Regions from separate parts of the Xenopus laevis genome. Here region 2 is linked to region 1. Evidence: chromatin contacts called from public Hi-C data. All regions are on one chromosome and are shown on one strand. The core of a region is the stretch at or near the end of the contact, and the rest is flanking DNA. Distances in the headings are between cores, read along the strand shown. Region 1 holds the start of igf1r.S (insulin like growth factor 1 receptor S homeolog). Region 2 holds the start of pgpep1l.S (pyroglutamyl-peptidase 1-like protein).

Region 1 (5,487 bases), core at 2,227-4,726:
GGAAAATGTAATAATAAATAAGCGTATAAAACCCAAGTGGATTTGATCGGAGTTTGTAGCAGAAAACATTGAGATAAATTCACACTTTGATAAATAACCTCCCTAGTGTAAGAAGAATAGGTCAATTCATGTAACTTTAATTAGTTTTTCTAGGTATTATTTATCTTTGATTTCCATTATGGCTGGACTACCCAGAAGTACATTCTAACACAATAATGATACTTTTGGTCCTAACTGAAGATTTCCCAGACAGAATTTCTACATCTATTATGACCAAGAAAGTTGGGGTCTCCCTAATATGCCTTAGATACAGATATGCCATAAATATGACAGAATACTAAATAACAAAATAAAGGACAATCGGGTTTATATGACACAATACTGATAATGTATGGGTAAAGCTTGCTTGGCTTACTTAAGCTTAAATATAAAAAAAAAAGTTAATTTTGTTTTTAATTAAAATTCATACTTCTACGACAAAGTAAAAAGAGACTGTAAAAACAAAAAACATAAGGTAAAGTAAATGTCAGTTTCCTTTATGTTTATTAAACAAATCAGAACTAGGGGGCACGTCCAGAGGACCACCAGTCGCACGACACTCCCCCAACTGATGCAAGAATCAGCAATAGATCAGGAGCACAAAGGATCCTTATAGAAGCCCCACAGCGGGCTGATAGAATATAAATGCAGAGAACAGCAATGCACCCAAATGATCAATAGGAGAATCACAAGACTTTGCAGAAGCCGTACTTGTGCCATGTTGTTTTGGTGCCACCTTACCATTGCTGTGTGATCCTATATACAAAGCACTGTCTGTATCAGCGACAAGCTCACATTCTGTCTTTCCTACTGTACTAAAAATAACACCCACTAGGATTACGGGACCCCTGTTAACCTCTCCAGCGCCGGGGAGAAAAAAAAAAGCAGTCCAACAAAATGAATTTGTAAATTTAAAAGATAGGGCAGTGGGAATATGCCAAGAAGATCCCCAGACACGCATGCAGAAAGAGAATTCTAGCACACAGCCTGCAGTACAAGTTTAATTAAGGATAGTGCAAAGTGGGAGCCGGCAGTTGGGTCTCCCTTGCAAATAAAGCTGGTGCTGTTCTTCTAGAATGAATGCAAGGGCACAGTCACAAGCAAACGTTCATTGTTGTAGAGATAGGGTCAAAATAAAGTACAAGGTACTGCTGATTTATTATTACAGAGAAAAAGTTAATAATGTTTTAAAATTTGGATTGTTTGGATAAAATGTAGTCTATGGGAGATTGCCTTTGCGTATTATATAGATATATATATATATATATATATATATATATATATATATATATATATATATATATATATATATATATCTCTCTCTATCTCCTAGTGGGAACGGAAACGTCACGTCGGTTATGCATATAATACAATAACACGTTTTGCTTTTAATGACAACCCCAGTGTTGCTAGTACTTTTTTTTTTGATAGATTATAGATGAGAGAGAGAGAGAGAGGTCAAGTCTGTGGCAAATAAAAACATGGCCTCAGAAGCTTACTATGAAAGTCTGAGCATTAAATGGAGACACAGGGATTATGTGTAATGTTATGTCTGGTTCACCTAAAGTATGATTGTGTCTGTATATGGCAGACACAATGATCACATGGCACCGGAGATAGTAAATATTCATGGTGTGTGTGCCTCTGGCTCATGGAGCAGATCAGCAAAGTCTTTGGACAGATTTCTGCTGGCAACACAACCACCGGCACATTTTATTGTTGCCATGCTAAAGAGACACACCGTTCTGCCTATTCTCCATTGTATTTCTCAGTCAAAGACATTGAAAGTCAAGCACTAACAGCTCTTACCAAAACACATGGAAAACTAGCTTTTAAGGGCCATTCGTAAACTTCAACCATCCGATATGGAAAACACAAACATAAGAAGGTATTTAGCAGGTACACATACAACCTGCCTGAGACATCTTGGCCACACGATTAGGGACAGACATCCAGAAATAAAAGGGTGAATAGAAGGGAGGGAAAGAAGGTTCAAGCCCCTGTTAACAATGAGATACAATAATTGTTTTTATATATTTAACATCAGCATGATAAAGTATAACCCATATAATGGTTTCACCCCTGGACATGGTTATATATATATGCTTATAACATAAGCCCCAATATCCATTATAACCAGTTTATGGTTGGCCTGACTGGTAGAAGGGATCTTATAAACATGGGTGCACAGAAAGTCTTAAGGTCGTTGCAAGGCTGCAACTTTGTGTCAGTAGAGAGGTTGTTGCTGAAAGGCAGAATCATGGTGCATCAGTTGCCGACAACATAAAGAAACTGTAATTGAGCCAGTGGGTAAAAGGTAAAACGGTCACATCCTTGAGGTTAAGCCTAATATCTGTGTTACGGTTCCTCCAGAGTATCATCAGTTTTATCAGCCACACTTTTACACTACAAACCATGTAGCCTAGAACGCAACTAGATGCATGAGAATCTTTTGAACTTCAGAAAAATTTAAAAAAAAAACAAAAAACTGAAATACAAGGGAAATCCATTGTTCCGTTTCCACGAAAATTCCCAAACCAATCATGAACAGGACACAAGCAAGGCAGGGCTGTTGCTGACAAGCCAGCATGACCTGAGCTTGATATGATGCCTACAATTCCAATGGTGAGCTTACAAGCAAGCAAAACAGCAGCTGCACTTATTGCCAGTGAACAAGTGAATTTGGAGGAGGGGGAGAATAGTCACAAGCAGGAATGCTGGGATCTGTAGTCCAACAGGAGCAAATGTCTGGACTAAAGCACCAAGTTCAACAGTAAGAAGAGACTGATGTGGGAGATGCTGCATGAGCTGTAATCATTAGTAACATACACAAGCAACAGCATTAAACACACTTACACAGATGCCAAAACACCAGCAGCAGCAAGAATGCCCAACCTGCAGCTCTCCAACTGTTATTGACTACAACTCCCAGCATGCACAGGGGGCTGCAGATTGGGCACAGAACACGGAGCTGACTGATCATAGCTGTAATATGGCAATGATTTATAGGTCTCTGGGGCCCCTGAGAGCCCAGTAGTGATGGGGGATCTGCGTTATTAGTAACAGCAGGTGGGATCTAAGGCATAGAGAGAAGAATGTGCGGCTTCTGATCCCCCCAAACCTTTGCTCCCCACTGATGCGCAGCAGAGCAGCCAGGACTGATGCAGTGACACTTCCCAGACTGCCCGCGAGACCCACGTGCCCACAGGGGGTAATAAGGGGCTGCAGGACACTCACTTTTCCCAGCCGACGGTCCCAGGCACAGGAGGAGGACGACGAGGACGACCCCCAGGATCCAGGTCGTGCAAATAGGCACCAATTCGGCCTTCATGTCCACAAACAAGTCCCCGCGTACAGCCCACTCAGGGAACCCGAGAAAATACTCATCCGCGCTGCCAGGAACTTCCCTCCTGGCCCGAAATAAGAAAAATGGCGCCTTTCTACCTGGACCACAAGCCCCTGGAATTGCCGGGTCACCTTGCTCCGGAACCTGCTCGGATCGTGAAACGTGGATTATTCCGCGGACTGGCCAACTTGTACAGCGGGTCAGCACCAACTCTAGAGGGAGCCCCTGAGCTCCACACTCGTCCCCCCTGCCCTGACTGATAGGCAGAGGGACAAGGGGGTTAATTGGGGTTCTCTGGTACAAGCCCCGCCCACTAGCAGGAATTGGGCCCCGTTACCCAATGGAGGGGCTCGGATTTCTCCCTTGTTTCTCTGCGTTGTCTCCCCCCGCTCTCCTTAAAGACGTCGGGTGCTATAGAATACGGTGGCCGGTAAATCCAAGACTCCTTAGTCCCGCGGGGAAACGTGTATCTGCCCTGGCACACAGTGCGTCAGTCCCGCCGCCGGAATGGGGCGCACGGAGGAAGCTGATAGGACAAATCCGAAGCCCACACCTCGCCCTCCTCTCCCTCCATGTCAGCCCCGGGCACAAGACTCTATCCCACGGCAGCAGGAGGGAGGCCGCTGCTCCACGCCCGTCGGACCAATGAATGGAGGAGACTGGCCCAACCAGCGCTTCTTTTCTACTATAAAGCCCGTGAGGCTTAAAGCTGCTCTTCTTATCCGTGTGTAGAAGCCCTAGGACGCCACCGAGGCTCTCGCGTTGGGATCTCCTCTCAGTGTGTGTGTCAGTGTGTGTGTGTGTGTGTGTGCGCCGCGCTAATGCTGTAAACAAGAGCCTGAGCCTCTCTCTCTCACTCACACACACACTGGGCTGTCTGCAAAGCCAGGACTGGGAGATACTTCCGCTGCACGGGACTCGCCCGGGAATCCAATGCCGCTGCTTTAAAATAGTTCTCTGAGCCCCTGGCGCATTTACTCTCGTATATTATCTGCTTATCCGGTCATCATCATCATCAGCGGGCATCTTCCTTATACACAGGCTTTCTACTACTACTACTACTACTACTACTGGCAAATCACTCATTGTATTCACATATATGAAATATTTACTATACAGCAAACGTGCCGAAGCATTCCCTTCTACTACCATCAAATACTAAATTACTTTGCATTTGTTGGTGGTATAATTTTTTTTGTTTAAAGGTTATTTTATAATGTTAAAAGTTGTTTTAATTTTACCCTTCTTGTGATGGGGCATTTGTAGAGCGCCGACGTATTCCGCAGCGCTGTACAATAAGTTGGGTTTACAGGAAGAACCTACAGGGTGATCGGTAACCGAGGCAAAAAAGGTGAAGGGTGGCACTGCCCAAAAGAGCTTACGATCTAAAAGGAAAAGGGGTTGAGACGCGAGGTGGGGATTATTATTATTTTGCCTATGTATTGTGCCACCTGTGCCGCAGGTTTTATGTTGTTTTCAGAAGAAAGTTGCTTTAACGTAAGGATTTGATGGGTGGAATTCTGCCACATTCGTAACAAAACGTATAGTCCGTGCATATTTACTCTTTAAAGAATTACTGTCATGGGAAAATGAATCAGTTAATAGTGCTGCTCCAGCAGAATTCGGCACTGAAATCCGTTTCTCAAAAGAGCAAACAGATTTTTTTATATTCAATTTTGAAGTCTGACATGGGGCTAGTCATATTGTCAATTTCCCAGCTGCCCCAAGTCATGTGACTTGTGCTCTGATGAACTTCAATCACTCTTTACTGCTGTACTGCAAGTTGGAGTGATATCACCCCCTCCCCCCCAGCAGCCAAACAAAAGAACAATGGAAAGGTAACCTGATAGCAGCTCCCTAACACAAGATAACAGCTGCCTGGTAGATCTAAGAACAACATTCAAAAGTAAAAACCCATGTCTCACTGAGACACATTCAGTTACACTGAGAAGGAAAAACAGCAGCCTGCCAGAAAGCATTTCTCTCCTAAAGTGCAGGCACAAGTCACATGACCAGGGGCAGCTGGGAAACAAAAATATAGCAAAATATCTAGCCCTGTGTCAGATTTCAAAATTGAATATACAACTAGAGTTGCCACCCGG
Region 2 (5,487 bases), core at 813-3,312, 190 kb before region 1:
ATAGTAACAAATTTCCCCATCTGCCATGGCCCTAAGAGTAACAGCCCTGTAGGGAAGTCACAGAACAGGGAACATGTAAACATTGTGAATATCTATTTCTGAATAGAAACCCTTGAAGGGCTGAAATATAAGCATCCCACAAAGCGCATAACTTGCACAAATGAACTAGAACTTTAGTACCTCACTATGATCGTACTGTATTGTATTTAAAGGTGGTTCACCTTTAAGGTAAATTTTATTATGTTATAGAACGGCCAATTCTAAACAACATTTCAATTGGTTTTCATTATTTATTTTTTATAGTTATTTGCCGTTTTCTTCTGACTCTTTGCAGCTTTCAAATGGGTGTTGCTGACTCCCGTTAAAAAAAACAAATGCTCTGTAAGGCTACAATTGTATTGTTATTGTTTCCTTTTATTACTCATCCTTCTATTCAGGCCCTCTCCTATTTATATTCTAGTCTCGTATTCAAATCAATGCATAGTTGCTAGGATAATTTCAACCCTAGCAACTGGATTGCTGAAATTGTAAACTGTAGAGCTGCTGAATAAAAAGCTAAAAACCACAAATAATAAAAAATGAAAACCAATTGCAAATTATCTCAGAATATTACAATATTACAGAATATCTACATCATACCAAAAGTTAACTCAAAGGTGAACAACCCCTTTAACAAGTGGCCTGGATGGGCGCTATTGAGATTTAGATACAATACTCAAAAAGCCTTTCCCCTACACTGACACAACCCGGTGCTCCTATCAGCAGAAAACTGCACCAGCCCGGGGTTATACCAGTGAGCAGCACGGAGTGATCTTCTTCCGTCTTCCTCTTTCCTTCATGTGGTTGCACATGCGCAGTAAAATGAAAAGTCGAACTTTAAAAAGTCGGCTATTTCGTTCAACTGTGCATGCCTTTGCCCCGGGAATTTTGAAGAAGCCAGAAGAAGATCGCTCTGTGGTGCTCACTGGTATAACCCTGGGCCGGTGCAGTTTTCTGCTGATAGGAGCACTGGCCCGGGGTTTCAGGTAAGTCAATACAATCACTTGGGGGTGCCTAACATTTGCCACCCCCAAGTGTACGATGTCTTAAAATAAGGAAGGGAGGTTGCTTAAACATTATATTTTCATGGGAGAGTTGAGCTTTCATAGTAGATGAGGTTGAATTCTGGCTCCTTGAGAAGATACATGAATTTATTCAGGCCTGGATTTGTGGAAAAGGCCACCAAGGCCCAGGCCTAAGACAAGACCTTTGCCTTTTAGAGGGACTGCCACCCCCATATCATAGTATAATTTAGTAGGGGTATTGGAAGGTCTTGTTTACGTATATGTATGGTGTACGTTCTTAATGATGTCTATTAATCATAAATGAGTCTCCCACCCCTTGCACTGGGACCAGGGCCGCCATTAGGGGGATACTGGTGGACAATCCTCCCGGGCCTGGTGGCTACTATATGTTAAGGGGGGCCTGTCTGTGCTGCGTTTCCTGGATTAGCCAGACCCCCCTTGAGTCACTAAGCCACTGAAGTAGGTGCCGCGACGAGTAGGAGCCAAGCCACAGTCAAAAGGAGCTGAGCCGCAACTGCTGAAAGAAGCCAAACCGCAGCTGCCTAAAGAAGCCGAGCCGATGATGTAGAAAGAAACCGAGCCACAGACGAAAGAAGCCGAAGAAGAAGTAAGGTAAGTTCCACTAAACCAATGTTTTTTTTTAAACCCCTGGTTAACCCTGGCCACCAATGGTTTTTTTTTTTTATTCTATGGGGGGCCTGGTCACCATTTTTTTTTTTTACTTGTGGCAGGGGATGGCCAGTGATGTTTTTTTGTTTTATTTGTTGAGTACTATTTTTTTTTCATTTGGGGCGGCCCTGGCCACCAATTATTTTTTAAACTGGGGGAGCTGGCCACCGATGTTTTTTTTCTAACTTGTGGGAGGGGGGGTCTGACCATCAATGATGTTTTTACTTGTAGGGGCCCCTGGCCACCAATTGGGGTTTTCTTTAACTTGTAAGGTCACTAATTCTTATGGTGGCCCTGACTGGGACATAACCGAGGCAGGATATTCTGTGTGTAACTAGGAGGCAGCTGTCACACACTTGTCATGCTGTGTCTATAAAGTTTGTTAGAGAAGCCACTGGCAGTTTGCCTCAAGGTGACATATACTGACGCAGGCTGCCTGCATGGCAGAATAAAATATCATTAAAAAAAAGCACTCGGGACATGGAAATGGGGTCGTGTTGCCAAAGCAGTGTGTGAGGCACGGCGATTCCTGCTGACAGGGGGTAAGGTGCACAGCACTAACAGGCCCGGACTGGCAATCTGTGGGTTTTGGAAAATGCCAGAGGGGCTGCTGTACAGTTTCATAGAAAGTTATTATATAGTGGGCTGGTAGGAGGCTGTTTGGGCTGATAGGGGGCTGTTTGGGCCTCTGTGTACTTGGAATGGCAGGGCCTATTTTGACTCCCAGTCCAGGCCTGTGTCCTAATATGTACCCTGTAGCGCTGTGAGGGAATCCCACCCCCTAAGTCTCTGTTGTGCCCAGCAGTCCTGACCGGGCAGTTTTCTCACTTCTGCCCAGCAGCTCCGTCATCTTACATTGATTGCAACTTCCTCCCAAGTCCTGTCTGCTGGCCCTGCTGCCTCCGTTTGATCTCGACTCAGGTCTCTTGTCCGCCTGTAGGGGATTATTTTTGCAGCAATAACAAGAGCTCAGCGAGCCCTGATGTTTTATTCCCTGTCACATTTATACATACAAATATGTTCACCATAAAGTGATTCTTTATTACATTATATATCACGTAGAATGTCCTATTCCTGGCAACTTTGCAATTGGTCTTCATTAGTTATTCTTTATCGATTTATAGTTATTTACTTTCCTCTTCTGCCTTTTTAACAGCTTTGAAATGCTGGGTGTCACTAACCCCCCACAAAAAACTATTGCTGTGTGAAGCTACAATTTTATTGTTACTTTTTATCACTTACCGTATCTTCCTGCTGAGCCTCCCTCCTTCAGGGTCTCACTGAAATCACTTCCCGGTTGCTAGACAAAATAAGACTCTAGTAACCAGTTTGCGGGGGAAAAAAGCGAAATAACTGTTTAAATAAATAAAGATCAATTGGAAATTCAGAATATCACTGTCTACATCATCCGAAAAGTTAATCTAAAGGCGAACTACCCCTTTAAATAGTCTGTTCAGTCTCATTATTTAAAAGAATTGTTCAGTATAAAAATAAAAACTGGGTAAATAGATAGGCTGTGCAAAATAAAAAATGTTTCTAATATAGTTAGTTAGCCAAAAATGTAATGTATAAAGGCTGGAGTGACTGGATGTCTAACAAAATAGCCAGAACACTACTTCCTGCTTTGCAGCTCTCTTGGTTTCCACTGATTGGTTACCCTGGTCACCAAGCAGTAACCAATCATAGACTTGAGGGGGACCACATGGGTCATATCTGTTGCTTTTGAATTTGAGCTGAATGCTGAGGATCAATTACAAACTCACTGAACAGTTATGTCCCATATGGCCCCCCCCTTATAGTCGCTGACTAACTCAGAGTTAGAGAGCTAAAAAGCAGGAAGTAGTGTTCTGGCTATTATGTTAGACATCCAGTCACTCCAGCCTTTATACATTACATTTTTGGCTAACTAACTATATTAGAAACATTTCTTACTTTGCACAGCCTATCTATTTACACAGTTTTTATTTTTACACTGAACTGTTAACTTTTAGTATGTTATAGAATGACCAATTCTAAGCAGCTTTTCAGTTGGACTTCATTATTTATTCTTTCTAGTTTTTACATGATTTGCCTTTTTCTTCTGACTCTTTCTAGTTTTCAAATGGGTGGAGGGGTCACTAACCCCATCTAAAAAACAAATGCTCTGTAAGGTTACAAATGTATTGTTATTGCCACTTTTTATTACTCAGCTTTCTATTCAGTCCGCTCCTATTCATATTCCAGCATCTTATTCAAATCAGTGCATGGTTGCTAGGGTAATGTGAACCCTAGCAACCAGAATGCTGAAATTGCAAACTGGGGAGCTGCTGAATAAAAATCTAAATAACGCAAACACCACAAATGAAAACCAATTGCAAATTGTCTCTCTTGAAGTAGTGATCCCCAACAAGTAGCTACCGTATATACTCGTGTATAAGCCGACCCGAGTATAAGCCGTGGTACCTAATTTTACCTACAAAAACTTGTAAAACGTATTGACTCGAGTATAAGCCGAGGTAGACTTTTTCAGCACATTTTGGCTTACACTCAATTAAACCTCTCCCTAGTTGCTAAGGTAATTTGGACCCTAGCAACAAGATAGCTGCTGAAATTCCAAACTGGAGAGTTGCTGAAACATAAATTTTAAAACTACCAATAATAAAACATGAAAACCAATTGCAACGGTCTCAGAACATCACTCTCTACATCATACAAAAAGTAAACTCAAAGTTGAGCAACCCCTTTCACTAAAAAGATATCTACATTGATATTTTGTCCCCAAGTGAGAATCATTCATGCTAAGCTGCACAGAGACCCAGTCAGTCCCAGTAACACTGGCTTACTGTGGCTGTTAAAGGGTTATGGCAGGCCATTTATCCAGACTCTCATTACTCTGAAAATATCCCCAGCAACCCATGAGAGAGTATATGTACAGAAGGGAGGCTGTTAATGGGTTATTTCCCATGAGATGGGGCATTCCTATAGCCATGGCTGCCAAATGAACTCCACAGCTGAAAGGCTACAGAAAGAATGTACTGATGCAGTCCGCTACATGAAAGGAAGATTTCCTACAAATGCTCTCACCTGTGTCCGCTGCTGTGGCCAGACCGAGCACCAAGCACACCAACAAACGCACGCAATGCTCCAGCTCCATGTTAGAACTCACGGCAATGCTCTGCTGCCTGTAGCTCGTAGAAATTATGTTTTTTTGCTTTGTGCACCAGCCTGCGCAGTTACTTGGCCACAGCGCATCTCTAGAGTTCCCGCAGGCGCCGCAGGACGGCGGAGGTGGGGGCCTGCAGTAGGAGGAACTACGCCTGTCGCCTCTGATGATGTCACTGTGAGTGAGCGGGAGGTGCCGGGGAGATGCGGGCGGGTAGGAAGTGAATGGTGTGCGCACGCAGGAGCGTATGTTCTTCTGAAGCGCATCCATTCGTCATTGACCCGCGTATAAGCCGAGGTAGACTTTTTCAGCACATTTTGTGTGCTGAAAAACTCGGCTTATACGCGAGTATATACGGTAATGAGCAACATGTTACTCTCCAACCCCTTGTATGTTGCTCTCAGGGTCCTCGAAGCAGGTGCTTATTTTTCAATTCCAAGCTTGAAAGCACATTTTAATTGCATAAAAACTAAGTATAGTGTCAAGTAGAGTCTCTTGTAGGCTGCCAGTCCACACAGGGGCTACCAAATAGCCAATCACAGCCCTTATTTGGCACCCAAGGGACTTTTTCTTGTTTGTGTTGTTCCCCAACTCTTTTTACATTTGAATGTG

The links. Hi-C and Micro-C count contacts between places; a contact is called where the count stands out from the background.
Region 2: a Hi-C map of the XTC cell line shows a contact between it and region 1, with 2.7 times the contacts expected there. The contact joins the promoter of pgpep1l.S here to the promoter of igf1r.S in region 1. A contact is called at or near these places in 2 of 4 Hi-C or Micro-C datasets (the XL177 cell line and the XTC cell line).

Annotation. Positions count from the first base shown.
Region 1 is chr3S:39,277,284-39,282,770 of Xenopus_laevis_v10.1, reverse strand. It overlaps igf1r.S (insulin like growth factor 1 receptor S homeolog), which reads right to left and starts at 3,476. Exons shown (of 21, transcript NM_001088265.1): 1 at 3,277-3,476. The coding sequence starts at 3,370.
Region 2 is chr3S:39,463,228-39,468,714 of Xenopus_laevis_v10.1, reverse strand. It overlaps pgpep1l.S (pyroglutamyl-peptidase 1-like protein), which reads left to right and starts at 2,062. Exons shown (of 6, transcript XM_041587756.1): 1 at 2,062-2,275.